Regions from separate parts of the Anas platyrhynchos genome. Here region 2 is linked to region 1. A link is a contact called in public Hi-C data. All regions are on one chromosome and are shown on one strand. The core of a region is the stretch at or near the end of the contact, and the rest is flanking DNA. Distances in the headings are between cores, read along the strand shown.

Region 1 (7,021 bases), core at 1,193-3,692:
TTTTTAGTAGCCACATTGCTGGGAGAAAGCAATATAACTTTTCTTTCCTGGACCAGATGTTACAAAACAAGATAGAAAGGAGATGAAAGAACAAAGAAACACCAGAGCCAAAGAAGGCTCAGATGGGTTAAAGCAGTCTCTTTCAATTTCATTAATACAACAAAAAAAAAAAGAACAAGAACGTGTGATGTTTTCACACTGTTGGCTAGCTAAGATAAGCTCTTTTACAACCATTCTCTTCCTCCCCCTCCTCAAAGAAACAGGGGGAGAAAATATGATGAAAAAACACCTCATGGGTTGAGATAAGGACAGGGATATCACTCAGCAATTAACCACTACAGGCAAAACAGACTCTGCATATGGAGACTAATATAATTTACTGTCTATTACTATCAGACCAGAACAGTGAGAACTAAAAGCAAACTAAAAACACGTTCCCTCCCCCTATCTTCCCACTTCTACTTTCTCCCCCTGAGTGGCACAGGGGTACAGGAAGGGGATTTGTGGTCAATCCGTAACACTGTCTCAGCTGCTCCTTCCTCCTCACCCTGTTCCCCTGCTTCAGTGCGGGGTCCCTCCCACAGGATGCAGTCCTTCCTGAACTGATCTTGTGTGGGCTTCCCACAAACTGCAGTTCTTGAAAAACTGCTCTAATATGGGTCCGTACCATGGGGTCCATCCATCAGGAGCACACTGCTCCAACCTGGGTCCCCCATGTACAGCAGCTCCACCAGACCTCCTGCTCCACACCAAAACAGCTGTTGTGCAGCTATTTTTTCCTTTCTTAAATATGTTCTCACAAAGGCACAACTAGCATCACTCAACCTTGACCAGTGGCAGGAGGGAGCTGCAGGGTGTGAGCTACAGTTATGGATCACAGAACCAGAGCTGCAACAGCCCCATCAAGGCACCACCTGCATCTTGCCACTAACACATAGCTTGCCACTAAGACTGTCTTCAAAATTGCTAGCTGTGCATGAGCTACCACATGTACAGAAAAAAAAAAAAAAAAAGGGAGGAGAAACATCTTCGCTTGTCTAGTAAGCTACCACTACAAAGAGAAAGCTCCAGTGTGTTCAGATGTAAAAAAATTAAGCTAACAACTTCCTACTAAAAACAACAACAACAAAAAAGATTTTCCTCACAATATGTCTCATTATTTTGCTTCACATTTCTTATATTAGAAACAGCTATCAAAACCAATTAGTCACATGCATGTAACAAAGAAGTTTGTTCTGTTCTGTTTTTTTTTTTTTTATTTATTTTTAGGTGATTTGTCTAAAAAGAAGAACAAAGCAAATAGACAAAATTTTGTCACTAGGTATTTTAGCTGTTTTCAATAAATATGACCTAGTAACTTGAAGATTACTGCAACTTTACAAGAAAACACTGGATAATAGTATGCATCCAGTGTGGATAGAGAATACTTTGGCTGTACAAAAAACATTATTGCCACCCCAAATAAACAAACTATACTACTAACAACAAAGTCTTTGTGATGGTTTCCTGCCTACATAGGTAGTCAAGGATCAGAATTCTTCACAGTATGCAAAGAGCGACACCAGAAGAAGCCTGCAGCACTGAACCACAGATGACACTGGAAAAAAGTGCAACATGCAAGACAAACACAGTGAAATAGATGCTCATTTATTGCAGTAGAGAGCTGCTCTTTAACGATCAATTGGTGAAGGCCGCATGTCTTTTAAGTCTTTACCCTTGCTCCTTTTTAAATGCCAACTTCAACTTACAGCGGTGAATCAAATACCTGCATCACAGTTAACAGATAGTTAACTATAGTTATCTACCATGATTTATTTCAGGATCAGAGAAACCTGGCATCTCTGATAAAACATAACTGCAAAGGTTCTCAAAAAGACCTTTGTTCCTTCCTTGTTTTACTTATTTCACAGAAATTGTGCTAGAAATATATTCATACGTGATACCAGTATTAAAATATTGAATAATTCCCATTCGCAGAATTTTCTACATCACTTAGAAGGTAGAACTTAGAACTTAAAATAGAACTTAGGTTCTATTGCACTACAGTTTATATATTATTATTTCTTGTACCACTGGAACTACACCAGCAATAATAACAAAGAGTTGGTAAAGAACATCTAATTTGTTTTGTAAATAGTGTGGCACATTTGAACAAATAAATGCAAAAAGATTGATTACATATTGACCACAATAGAAGAACTTTAAACTGTTCTTGCTGAAAAAAAGCCTCTTGAATTCCTGAACCCCTCTAAAAGTGACCAGTCTACAAACATTTTAGTATTTCTCTTTAATTCTCCTCTGCTTGACTTAGATAAAGGAACTGTTATGGTTTTGGTTTGGATACAGTTAATTTTCTTTGTAAAAGCTTGTATGATTCCGTGCTTTGGATTTTTGATGACAATAGCAGTGATAACTGAACAATGTTTTTTGTTGTTGCAGAGCAGTGCTTGAACAGAGTCAAGGACTTCTCTATTTCTCATGCTGTCCTGCCAGTTGCTGGGAGGAGAGACACCCAGGACCAGGACAAACTGACCAAAGGGATATTCCATACCGTATGACATCATGCTCTGCAATAAAAGCTGGGGTAAAGAAGGAGGAAGGGAGCACTTTCAGAGTGATGGCATTTATCTTCTCAAGAAACCATTATACGTGATGAGCCTGCTTTCCCGGAAGTGGCTGGATATCTCCTTGCTGATGGGAAGTGGCAAATGAATTCCTTGTTTTGTTTTGTTTGCATGTGCAGCTGTTACTTTACATAGTTAACTTCTTTATCTCAGCCCATGAGTTTTCTCAGATTTATTTACCTGTCTGATTCTCTCTCTTATCCCACCTGGGGACAGTAAGAAAGCAGCTGTGTGGTACTTGGCTGCCTGCCATGCTCGAACCACAACAAGATCACAAAGTTCATTTCATTGTTCATGCATAAAATGGGGGAGGTGGGGAAGAGAGCACATAAGGAATACCAGAGACAATTTTACACAGTGTAGAAGCCAAAGAGCATGCCCTGAAAAGAGCTAGCATTTAACACTTTGTAAGGATGTAATAAAACAAGCAATAACAAAAAGGAAAATAGCAGGCCAAGCAAAAGAAAAATAAATAAAATTACTTACAGTTCTGGTTACATGACTTTTAAAGGCCTCAAAGTTGTTTTCCTGCAAAATGAGAAAAATGCACAAAATGGACTTTATTTTTCCAGATAGCTAAAATATAAGAAATCTCCTTCTAACATATTCACACAATTAAAAAAAATAAATGAATCATTCAGAAGTACACACACATTCTACAGCATTAACAACCAAACTATCTTTCAAACAGATATGGAAAACAAATTGATTTTACATCATCAGATGTAAAATTCAGATTAACATCATCAGATGTTAATTCAGATTTTGTAAACCAACGTTCTGAGGGTGCTTTACTCCAAGTTACAGAATACATAGAGAAAGCTATGCTGTGCATTTCCTCTTTTATTTTTTTCCAATTTCTCATTCTATGCTTTTTGATGGAAAAGAACACTTGTGTGGGTTATTGATAAAGTGAATTATCTTGGCTCAGTCTTTAAGTACAATGTAAAAATCTGTTTGCAGATTTAAAACACATTAAGTTGTATCTGTTGAAATTTAAGGCAAACCTTTTAAGAAGTTTAGCCAATTCGCTAATAGGAAAATCTAACTGGAAAAAAATAATCACCAGAAGTACAACCATCAGTACGTGCTTTTTTAATTATGACTCTCCAATTGGCATGAAATTAACATAATGGAATAGGGAAGTACATTGGCAAGATCAGGTAAAAAGACCTCGAGTCTTGCTTTAGACTTCAACAAGGGCAAGATTTGGCATTTCATAAAAGCAAATAACCTAGATTAGGGATTTCATCATTCAGTATCATGTGAGAACAACAGAACTATTTCACCTTGAAAAACACTCAGCCAAATGAAGTAACACTGGAACTAAATTGGTGCTATATAAAACTGCACCAAACTTCAGTGTGTTCTGTTCCACACATCTAGAAAGAGAGGCTACTGTGCATAAAGCAATATATAATGTTTAACAACTTCGAAATATTACTTCAAAAGACAATTTCAAAATCTGTGAGAAAAAAAACAATTCACTCAGAAGACACTGAAGCATTCAAACTGCCAAGACAGGTTGTGGATGCCCCACAGAATGGTTCGAGTTGGAAGACATGTTAAAGTTCATGTAGTTTCACCCCCAACCCCTCCATGGGGGATGCCTACCACTAAATCAGGTTGTGAACATCCTCTGGTTTGCACAGGTCCACCACTCAAGTCTGTCAAGGTCCCTCTGCATGGCATCCCTTTCCTCCAGTGTATCAACCACACCACACACCTCGGTATCATCAGCAAATTTTAGGTTCCTTAGATGGTCTCAAACCTGATCTTCTCCTACAGATCATTCCTCCAGTCCCTGCCCCTTTGTCCTCTGGGACTTGGGCTAATGTGGGTAGAGCACTTGCCAGTGAATACTTTGGCAAAAGAGCTGTTCAGTACCTCAGCCTCTCTGTGTCAGCTGTAACCAGATCTCCTGTTTCCTTCAGGAGAGAGTCCACATTTCCCCTAAACTTCCTTTTATCACTGACATATTTATAGAAGACCTTGGCCAGATTCAATTCTATCTGGGCTTCTGTTTTTCTAACTTACTCTCTGGATGCTCAATGTCTCTGTATCCCTCCCATGTTATCTACTCTTGCCTCCACCCTCTGTACATTTCCTTTCCATTAGTGCAGCCAGAAGCAACTTGTTCATCCATGCAGGCCTCCTGGCATTTCTCCCTGACTTACTGCTGCGATGCATCGATCCTGAGCTTGGAGGAGGTGATCCTTGAATATTAACCAGCTTTCTTAGGCTCCTCTTTCCTCCACGGATTTGTCCTATGGTACTCTACCAAGCAAATCCCTCAAAAAGGCTGAAGCCTGCTCTTCCAAAGTCCAGGTCTGTGAGCTTGCTGTGTAGGTATGTAGGTAAGAAGGGAGGAAGGGAGGAAGTCATATCATGTGTCTAAGAGCATTGTCCAAATGCTTCTTGAACTCTGGTAGGCTCAGTGCCATGACCGCTCCCTTGGGGTTCCAGCATAGCATAGAATCAATATAGAATATCCCGAGTTGGAAGGGACCCATAAGGATCATCGAGTCCAACTCCTGGCACCACACAGGTCTACCCAAAATTTTAGACCACGTGGCTAAGCACACAGTCCAAACGCTCCTTAAACTCCAACAGGCTTGGTGCAGTGACTACTTCCCTGGGGAGCCTGTTGCAGTGTGCAACCACCCTCTCGGTGAAGAACCCCTTCCTGATGTCTAGCCTGAACCTCTCCCGCCTCAGCTTGAAACCATTCCTGTGGGTCCTATCACTGATGACTAAGGAGAATAGAACAGTGCCTGCCCCTCCACTCCCCCTCACGAGGAAGCTGTAGACTGCAATGAGGTCTCCCCTCAGCCTCCTCTTTTCGTATTTTCCTCTTTTTTACATCAAGTTTTCACTTCTTATCCTAAACTCCTCTGAAGTGTTGCAGAATGCCAATTTAACAGCTTTTTTTTTTTTTCCAGAGATGACTACATTTTATTTTAGCAGTGGATGAAGTGATCCCTGTTCTGTATAAAATTTCTATGTGAATTTCTCAACCTTGAGAAACTATTTCTGGACTCTGGAGGATAAAGATGCAGATGGAATGTTAGTTGTAATGGTAAAGCTGTTATTACAGCTGCGGTCTAGCTGACTGCAATTTGTAACAGGATAACAGGATCCTGAAGCCTGAGGTACCCTTGCAGAACAACTTCACTGCTCTGTGGACTGAAGAGGAAGGATTCATTATATCATGAGAGACACTGGCCCTGACACTAAGCCAGCTTGATCTTCTCCCTGTATAACAATTAGTGCAATCAAGAAAAGGCGATCAAGAAAAAGTAATAGTTTTAGGTGACTCTCTTCTCATTTGCCAGCCAGAACCACTCTCAGGAGAGGTATGTTGCCTACTAGTGACTTTGCCAAGAGACTACTGAAACTTGTACAGCCCACAGACTATTCCGTCCAATGCTCTTATTTCACGTGGGCACGAACACCACTGTCAAAGAGCAGTCCAAAGTATGTCATGAAGGAATACAGAGCCCTCGGAGCTGCTGTAGGAGGCTCTAGATCACAGGTGATCTTCTCTTTAATCTTGCTGGTCAAAGGAAAAGGCTTTGAAAGGACCAGCTGAATCCAGCAAATCAACGACTGGTTGTGGAATGGGTGTCATATTCAGGGATTTGACTTTTTAGACCATGGGACCCTGAGGAACCTGGTCTACTGGGGACTGATGGGACTCATCCGTCAGAGGGGGGGAAGAGCATCTTTGGCTACAGTTTTTTCAAGCTGGTGAAGAGAGCTTTAAACTAAAGTTGCTGGGGAAGGGGAACTCAACCCGCCCAACTTTTATTGGCAAGCATCAGCACTAGATGCCCAGGATTCTTCCCCTCTCGAGAGACCCCACCTAGAGTACTGCATCAAGTTCTAGACTACCCATCACAAGAAAGACATGGACTTGGACCAGGTCCAGAGGAGGGCCAGCAAAATTATGAGAGGACTGAAATACCTCTCCTGTGAAGAGAGGCTGAGAGAGTTGGGATTATTTAGCTTAGAGAATAGAAGGTTCTGGGGAGACCTTATTGCGGCCTTTCAACAGAGGGGGCCTACAAGAAAAGACAGGGAGAGACTCTTTGTCAGGGACTGTAGTAATAGGACAAGTGGTAACAGTTTTACACTAAAAGATGGTCATTTTAAACTAATCATATGAAATCATTTACTACAATGGTGGTTAGATACTGGAACAGGTTGCCCAGTGAAGCTGTGGATGCTCCATCCCTGGCAGTGTTCAAGGTCAGATGGGATGGGGCTTTGAAGGTGCCCCTGCCCACAGCAGGGGGGCTAGAACCAGATGTTGTACAAAACAGTCAATGATTCTTTCTGCTGAACCACCTTGTTGACCAACTTAAGGACAGTGAAGTAATTTACAGCTTGGTAGA
Region 2 (7,484 bases), core at 4,979-7,478, 68 kb after region 1:
AATACCCAAGTATTACAAATGAATTTTTTCCATGCAAAACATACACATATACATAAGATACTAATTGTTTAAGACCTGTACAGCAAGCACAGATGTCCTTTTTGGTCTTACTGCTCACTTGTGCTGAACTATATGACGGAATCAAATCCTAATCTCAGTTCATGGATGTTTACATTCAGGGAACGTCTCATATAAACTAAGAACTCCCCTGTGACCATATTCAGTCAAAGAGAGACAGCTAAACACAGCTATGTGCTGACAAAGAGGCAGACTAACAGAAAACTTCAATTTTATGCAAAACATCATGACATTCCAATTAGTCAGAAGATACCTAGCTGCAAATACAGATGGATCAGTGTCCATTTCTTAAAGAATCATAGCTCGAATAAGAGCTCTGTATCCATGCTTGCAACCTGTATTTTTCTTGCATTCTCTCCACCCAGTCTGGAACTCCAGTTCAGCAGACAGAGAGAAATGTCTTCCTGGAGGCAAGAATGAACAATCTCTCCCCAATTACAGAGCCATGTGTGGGCTATGAGCAATTTTCCAAACATAAAAGGAAAGAGAGAGTTTGCTATGTATATTAACAAGCTAAAACAAGCCAACCTGCAGATGTAAGGGATCAAAGTGTCTATTTGAGTCACCTCAGAATTAATCCCCTGCAAGAATGTCCACCACTACCCCCAGCTACACTCCCCCCTTCTTCCCTCCCAGAAGGAAAAGTCAAGATCGAAGAATGCATCCAGCTCTTTTAGATGAATACAATACTCCACAGAACACACATGCCCTTCCCTTCTCTTAAAAATATTATGTTCTTCCCCCTCCCAGCACGCACATGCAGATAGCTAAGATACAGTTTTATTCCCATTGTGTATCAAGCACAATACCATGTTTTATTTAAAAGGTTCATGAAAAAGGTTTCACTGCAGGTTCAGGTTGAGAATAGCACCTGCGTCACACAGATATGAACGTCTTTGAAAAACGTTAAGGCAGCAAAAGCAACATTCATTATCTGCAATACAAATGCTTTGAAGCAAATTTGCTCTAGGAAACAGGAAAAAGTGATTGTGAGAAGTTAAAAACATTAGAAGAAGCAAATACAAGCATTTTAACAGGCACTTCGTAGTGTACTTCAAGAATATCATTCGAATTTGAGCTACCTCCAGTAGACTTTATTTTAGACAATACTTCAGTTAAGTATCAAAAGGGCATCTGTGATATCAAACTCTTCTACATCTTTCTTTTATGCAAGCTGAAAACTCAAATTATCCTGATTCAGAGGCCTGAAAAAGAACCCCATTTTATGGAAAAGAGTGCCACATTCTTCTAAGAAAGCCTTAACAATCTCAGTGTTAGCATAAACGGCCTGGTTCTCTTCATACAGAAGTATTAGAATTTTATTTATTTATTTTTGCAAGAAGTAGTAGAAACATTAAAAAGCATTTCTTTACTGTGTGAGTGACAGAGCACTGGAACAGACTGCCCAGAGAAGTTGTGGAGTTTCCCTCCTTGGAGATCTTCAAAAGCCATCTGGACATGGCACTAGGCAACCTGCTCTGGACAGCTCTGCTTGAGCAGCAGGGTTGGACCAGATGAGCTCCAGAGGTCCCTTCTAACCTTAACCATTCTGTGATTCTTGAAACAGGAAACCTAGTGGCTGACTGGTCTGCAAAAGGCTTCAAGAGTGACATTAATACTGCCAAATCTCACATCAGAGTACTGACTAGATAAAGGAGTCAATGCTACTGGGAGCTTACAAGCAAATCTATCATATTAACCATATTCTGCACACCAGACCCACTATACTAACGAGTGTGTGATTTGAGAAATTGCCACTTACAAAACTTCACTCATAGGCAACACCAGTTGCTCCAGCAGCTCATGAAACAACATCACAAGTTGTGCCAGGCAGTGTTAACAGAATGGAAGTAAATGGTAACAGGAGCTTTAGTTTCAAATCCCACCTGTAAAATCCATCATCCACGGGCTTTGAAGTTCTCTCATTTCATTTCCACTCACAAGTTTGGCACTGACTCCTTTGCAGAGAGACTATACACAATCAGATAAAAGGGAGACAAAAACCACTTCAACAATCATCTCTCCATTTTAAGAGTGTCATATACAGGAGCTCTAGATACCCCTTTTTCATCCAGACCACAGATAAAAGCAAAAGCATAAGGACTATAATTCTCCTTAGGCTGCTCAACAAAACAGAAGAATACTTCATAGAAAGTTCAATCTCCATTCAAGTCCATTGTAACCATTCCTTTTGGTAAATTGACCAGGCACTGAACGAAGACTGTGCATTTACTTCATATAAGCCACAGAAAAGCAATCAGTGATGCCCTGACCTATATACTCTTTCAGAATCTCAATTAACATACAATAACTTAAAACCAGTTATAAACATCAGAGTTAATCATACGCCCCAAAATATGGGCCATGAAACTTCTGACTGCTGCAAAGAGCTATATTCCATCTACTTAGATTAAGATGACAAAAAGCTTCTCAGAGGTAGCAGGTAGACTTTATTCAAATAATGCACTCATAGCTATTAAAAAAAAAAAAAAAGATCAGACCTTTATGTCAATAGGAATTGCACAATACAGAATCGTAGGACAATTCAGACTGGAACAGACTGCAGAAGTTTATCTAGTCTGGCCTCCTGCTCAAGTTTTTTGGTTCAATAAACATTTTGACTTTGAATATAAAATAATTTAAGCAACTTGCACACAGAAAAGTTTGCCCAGCAAAGAGGAATACAGAAGTATTGAATAAAGAGAAGTAATGACCTAGTATTTTTGGATCTTGGAAACACCATGAGTTCCCTGCCTCACCACAGACCTCTGAGTTACTGTAAACAAATAGCTTATTTTTTAACATGCAGCTGTGCATCACCTCTAAAATGGAGATACTAAACTTTGCAAGACGGGGACGACATGAAGCTAGGTAACTTTCAGAAGTAAACTGTCCAGATACCACAGTAACGTATAATGTAACAGACAGAAATGAAGATTAATATATCTGTGCATGAACAAGCTTGAAATGGCAACAGTAATCCAGTTTCACTGCACTTATAAAACGAAGGTAGCAATAAATTAAGATGTATGCAGAGGACTTGTTTCTAAAATCATAACACATTTTTGGAAGCACTGTTATGTACATAAATACTAGAATTAATAGACGAAAAGCTTCCCTTTCCCCACCCCCAACCCCAAGCTTATATATTTCTCTCCTTCTCCGTTAGAAAGTTTTGATCATTTTGGTAGGAATGAAATTCATATACAACTATTTTTGATAAATCCATATCTTGTTGCTACAGCATGAGTTTTCAAATACAAATAATGAACAGGAATACAAAAAGCATGTTGAAATACTTCTCCAACTGATATACACCTTAAAGTCAATTAGCATATTATACTTAAAGAGTATCTTGCTGAAGTCAGACTTCATGTCTGTATGCATACATTTCCTCTGTCATTGGCACACACGCGTAGTTTATTCATTACAAATACATCACCCTAAAAGTTAAATCTCAATTCCTAGCAAATAAGAAAAAAAAAAAAAAAAAAAGCCAAAACAATCAAAAATGTCCTCTGTATTCCTGAAGGACAAAACAGTTAAGGCTAAATATGTTATTCCTCTTGCCAACTCTTAATCTCCATCAACACAGCGGTATAATACCACATGTAGATTCTGTGGTCCCAAAGTGATCTCAACTGTTGTGCTTTGCAGGAACTCTACACTCAAATACCCATGAGGGTTGAAAATACTACCCCAGTAGTGCTCTTTCCTTTCTTCTCTAGGTCTTTTCATACCACTTGAAGCAGGAGTGTTTTCATTTCGCTTTTTCTTTCCCACCAACCATCTCTCTCCTGAATACCTTCTCTCTTGCTGAATGCAGCTCATCAAAAACTGTGACATCTAGGAAATTGTCTGTGCCTCTAGACAAGCACCTAAAGCTGTTAAAACCTTGGTTTATGTTCTAGTGACCTCAGTTGGGTAAATCCACAATTTTCCCAATCATTACATTTCTTTCTCAAATAACTGATCCAGTTACACTAGAAGTAATTCACTTAACAGCCATATGACACTGAATTTGCAATGAATCATCATGTAAAGCATATGATTGCACTTCCTTTCAGAAAGTGCATGAGAATTCAAGAAATTCTAAATACAGTAACTCAGCTGGACTTACATTTGAACTGGAAACTCCCAAATCTATTAGTATCTATAGAAAATTCTATCACCATGGTAAACAAACAAAACTGGTGCCAAATTCTGTGTCATTAAGAAATCAATGAAGCAAGTTCACCATTTTTATGGGAGCTGTCATATGCTTCATTTCCTTCACCACTTTCGAGTACAACCAAGGGAAAGATTCTGACTGCTTGAAGAGTCCTACTTTTCTGAAAAGTTTCTCACTCCTTGGCTCTACAAGTCTTCAGAGCATTTACTCACTAGGGAACTACTTCAAACAAATGTAACAGTACCCACAAGGGTAAGCCAAAGCACATAAACCAAAATGTTTTCTCTGCAAGCAAACTGCAAGAGAAGCATCCATTACCTTGAAAGACTCAAAGAAAGAAGTTGTTCAAGGATGTCCAGGAAATTAATGAAATTCACAGTAGTCAGGTTGGAAGCTGAAAGCATAGAAACACGATTCAGAAGTACTATCAGGCTTCAGAGTTCATAAAGAGAAAACAGTTTCTCACTGGCAAGGGCCTGACTCTCTAGAGATAAGGCATTCCAGTTCTTCCAAAAGTTTGAAAGGAATCTCAATTTCTGCCACTTTAAAGCTTGCTTCTCTTATACCAGCAAGACCTACAGCCCTGCTTTAAGCACAAGATACATAATTCCATATGGTTAAGTAACAATGGGTATCTCCGCGCAGATTACAGCTGAGAACCTGAAGTTGCTCTCCAAAAGCTAGGTACTCTTATTGCCTCCGAGAAGACAGAAAATGAATCCCAGAGAGACCAAGTATCAAACTCTCATTGCGTATCATTTTAAATTTCAAGCTATGTTACTGATGACCGTATCTGAATGAGTCACTGACAAGGAGAATATATAACAGCAGTCTACTTTGCTTGAATTTCAGTCTGTGCTCCAAAAATTACTCATCACATTCTTCTATCAAAATATATTAAACTGAAGAAAATACATTGCTCACATTTCATACCGGCTCAGTTTAACCATTATCTCTGTTGAGCAGAATAATATTTTAATAAAATCTCACATCTGCAGGGAACACAAAGTTTCACTAAAAGCACAGGCATACGGTACTAACCAGCTCAAATGGGTGATTACACAGTGTTAATTCATTGAACAAGGGATGACAAGATGTTTTCCCCTTCCCAAATAAGCAAAATCCATTAAAAAAAACAGTTCTCAAAGATGCTTCTGATTACTTACCAGCTACTTCTGGCAGCATCTTTCTTTAACCACAATATTATGAAAGTAGTCAGGAATTGTATCTTAAAACTAGGCCAAGAATCAACATTTCAGGCCTTGTTTTCCTCAGAACTACTGTTCTCTACTTGCAGATTCCAGATGTCACAGCTGATTCCCACCACTCTTCCCCAGCTAGCTCCCAAGTTCTATTTCTTGGTGAACTGGGTCTGGCTGGGATGGAGTTAACCTTCCCTGCAGCAGCCCATACAATGCTGTGCTCTGCATGTGTAGCTAGAACAGCACTGGTGTCACAGCAGTGTTTTTGTCTATTCCTAAGCGATACTGGCACAGCATCAGGACTCCCTCCAACCTCCTCCCAAGAGCCAGCAGGCTGGGGGTGTGTAATGGGTGGGGAGGGGACACCACCAGGGCACCAAAGGGATACCATATGATGTCACACTCAGAGAAAAAAAAAAAAAAAAAAAAGGTGGAAAAAGGGAAGGAGAGGGGAGGAGTGGGCTCTTATTATGAAAACGTCTGTCCTCCCAATGGCTACGCATATCGAGGCCTTGCTACAAGGACATGGTCAAGCATTGCTCATTGGTGGGAAGCAGATAAAAAGTTCTTTCCACTCTCTCTGTGCTTCCACATGGCCTTTGCTTGTTGTTTTGTTTGTTGTGTGTGTTTTTTTTACCCCCCCCCTTTTCCCTTTAGTTAAATTATTTAATTTCCCCTTAAATATTTTTCCTTTAATTAAATTATCCTTATCTTAACCTTTGAATTGTTTATTTCTTCTTCAGGGCCAACGGGACGAGGTTCAACATGGCTAAGTGCTGGGCCCTACACTTTGGTCACAACAACCACATGCAATGCTACAGGCTTAGGGGAGAGTGGCTGGAAAGCTGTGCAGAGGAAAAGGATCTGAGGGTCCTGATTGATGCTCACCTGAATACGAGTCAGAAGTGTGCCTAGGTAGTCAAGAAGGCCAACAGCATCCTGACTTATATCAGGAATAGGTAGCCAGCAGGACCAGGGAGGTGGTCATCCCCCTGCACTCTGCTCTGGTGAGGCCACATCTCAAATACTACGTTCAGCTTTGGGCCCCTCAGTACAAGAAGGACATTGAGGCCCCAGAACATGCCCAGAGAAAGGCTGTGAAGCTGGTGAAGGGCCTGGGACACAAGTCCTGTGAGGAGCGGCTGAGGGAACTGGGGTTGTATAGCTTGGAGAAGAGGAGGCTCAGGGGAGACCTTAGTGCTCCCTCCAACTACCTGAAAGGAAGGTGTGGGGAGTGGCGGGTCAGCTTCTTCTCACAGGTAACTAGTGATAGGACTCGAGGGAATGGCCTCAAGTTACACCAGGGGAGGTTCACATTAGAAATGAGGAGACATTTCTTCTCAGAAAGAGCAGTCAGGCATTGGAACAGGTTGCCCCGGGAGGTGGTGGTGTCACCATCCCTGGGGGTGTTTAAGGAAAGGTTGAACATGGTGCTTAGGGATGTGGTCTAGTGGGTGACATTGGTAGCAGGGGGAAGTTTGGACCAGATGATCTTGGAGGTCTTTTCTAATGTTAATGATTCCATGTTTCCTCTTTTGAGGAGGGGGAAGGAGAGAGCAATTGTGGTGGAGTTCAGCTGCCTAGCAAGGTAAAACCACCACAGTAGCACTACATCCTTCAGGCCGCAATCAGAGCTGGGGTGCCTCATGAACTACCCTCTCTCTACCCTTCAGGAAAGATGAGCTCGTTGACAATCTTTATTCCCCTAATGTACAAAAAGAAGGGCTATTACCTCCTCAGGACAGAATGAATATCTGCATTTCAAAGTAAAGCTGAGAGCAACAGCATGCACAACCACAGCAAACAGTCAAAGTGTTACAGTTGTATAGAAATAAAAGATAAAAACAGTATTTTTAAAAATTCATTTTCTTCAAAATTCCTTTTCACAGCAGAGAAATGTATCTGAAAAATGAACACTCAAAGCTAAAGACAAAGTTTGTGCATGCTCCTCTTGCACTTCATGGGGGATGGAGTTCTGGCTGGTTTCTGGCATTCCTCTAGAGACTGATTTCTCCAAAGAGACTGTAAGTCCC

What was found. A called contact is a pair of places that touch in the nucleus more often than the background predicts.
Region 2: a Hi-C map of skeletal muscle shows a contact between it and region 1, with 4 times the contacts expected there. The contact joins two enhancer-like sites. A contact is called at or near these places in 3 of 8 Hi-C or Micro-C datasets (F5 follicle, skeletal muscle and small yellow follicle).

What each region holds. Positions count from the first base shown.
Region 1 is chr2:105,921,714-105,928,734 of IASCAAS_PekinDuck_T2T, forward strand. TNS3 (tensin 3) reads right to left here. Exons shown (of 31, transcript XM_038173696.2): 4 at 3,111-3,152. Among named protein-coding and RNA genes, the nearest start is that of TNS3, 110 kb to the right of the region's middle. Within about 2 kb of position 2,443, at least 3 of the 8 cell types and tissues checked have an H3K27ac peak or open chromatin away from gene starts, as enhancers often do. A contact at or near this core is called in F5 follicle, where this site is marked.
Region 2 is chr2:105,986,348-105,993,831 of IASCAAS_PekinDuck_T2T, forward strand. The region is part of intron 1 of TNS3 (tensin 3); the gene reads right to left. Among named protein-coding and RNA genes, the nearest start is that of TNS3, 48 kb to the right of the region's middle. Within about 2 kb of position 6,229, at least 5 of the 8 cell types and tissues checked have an H3K27ac peak or open chromatin away from gene starts, as enhancers often do. A contact at or near this core is called in F5 follicle, where this site is marked.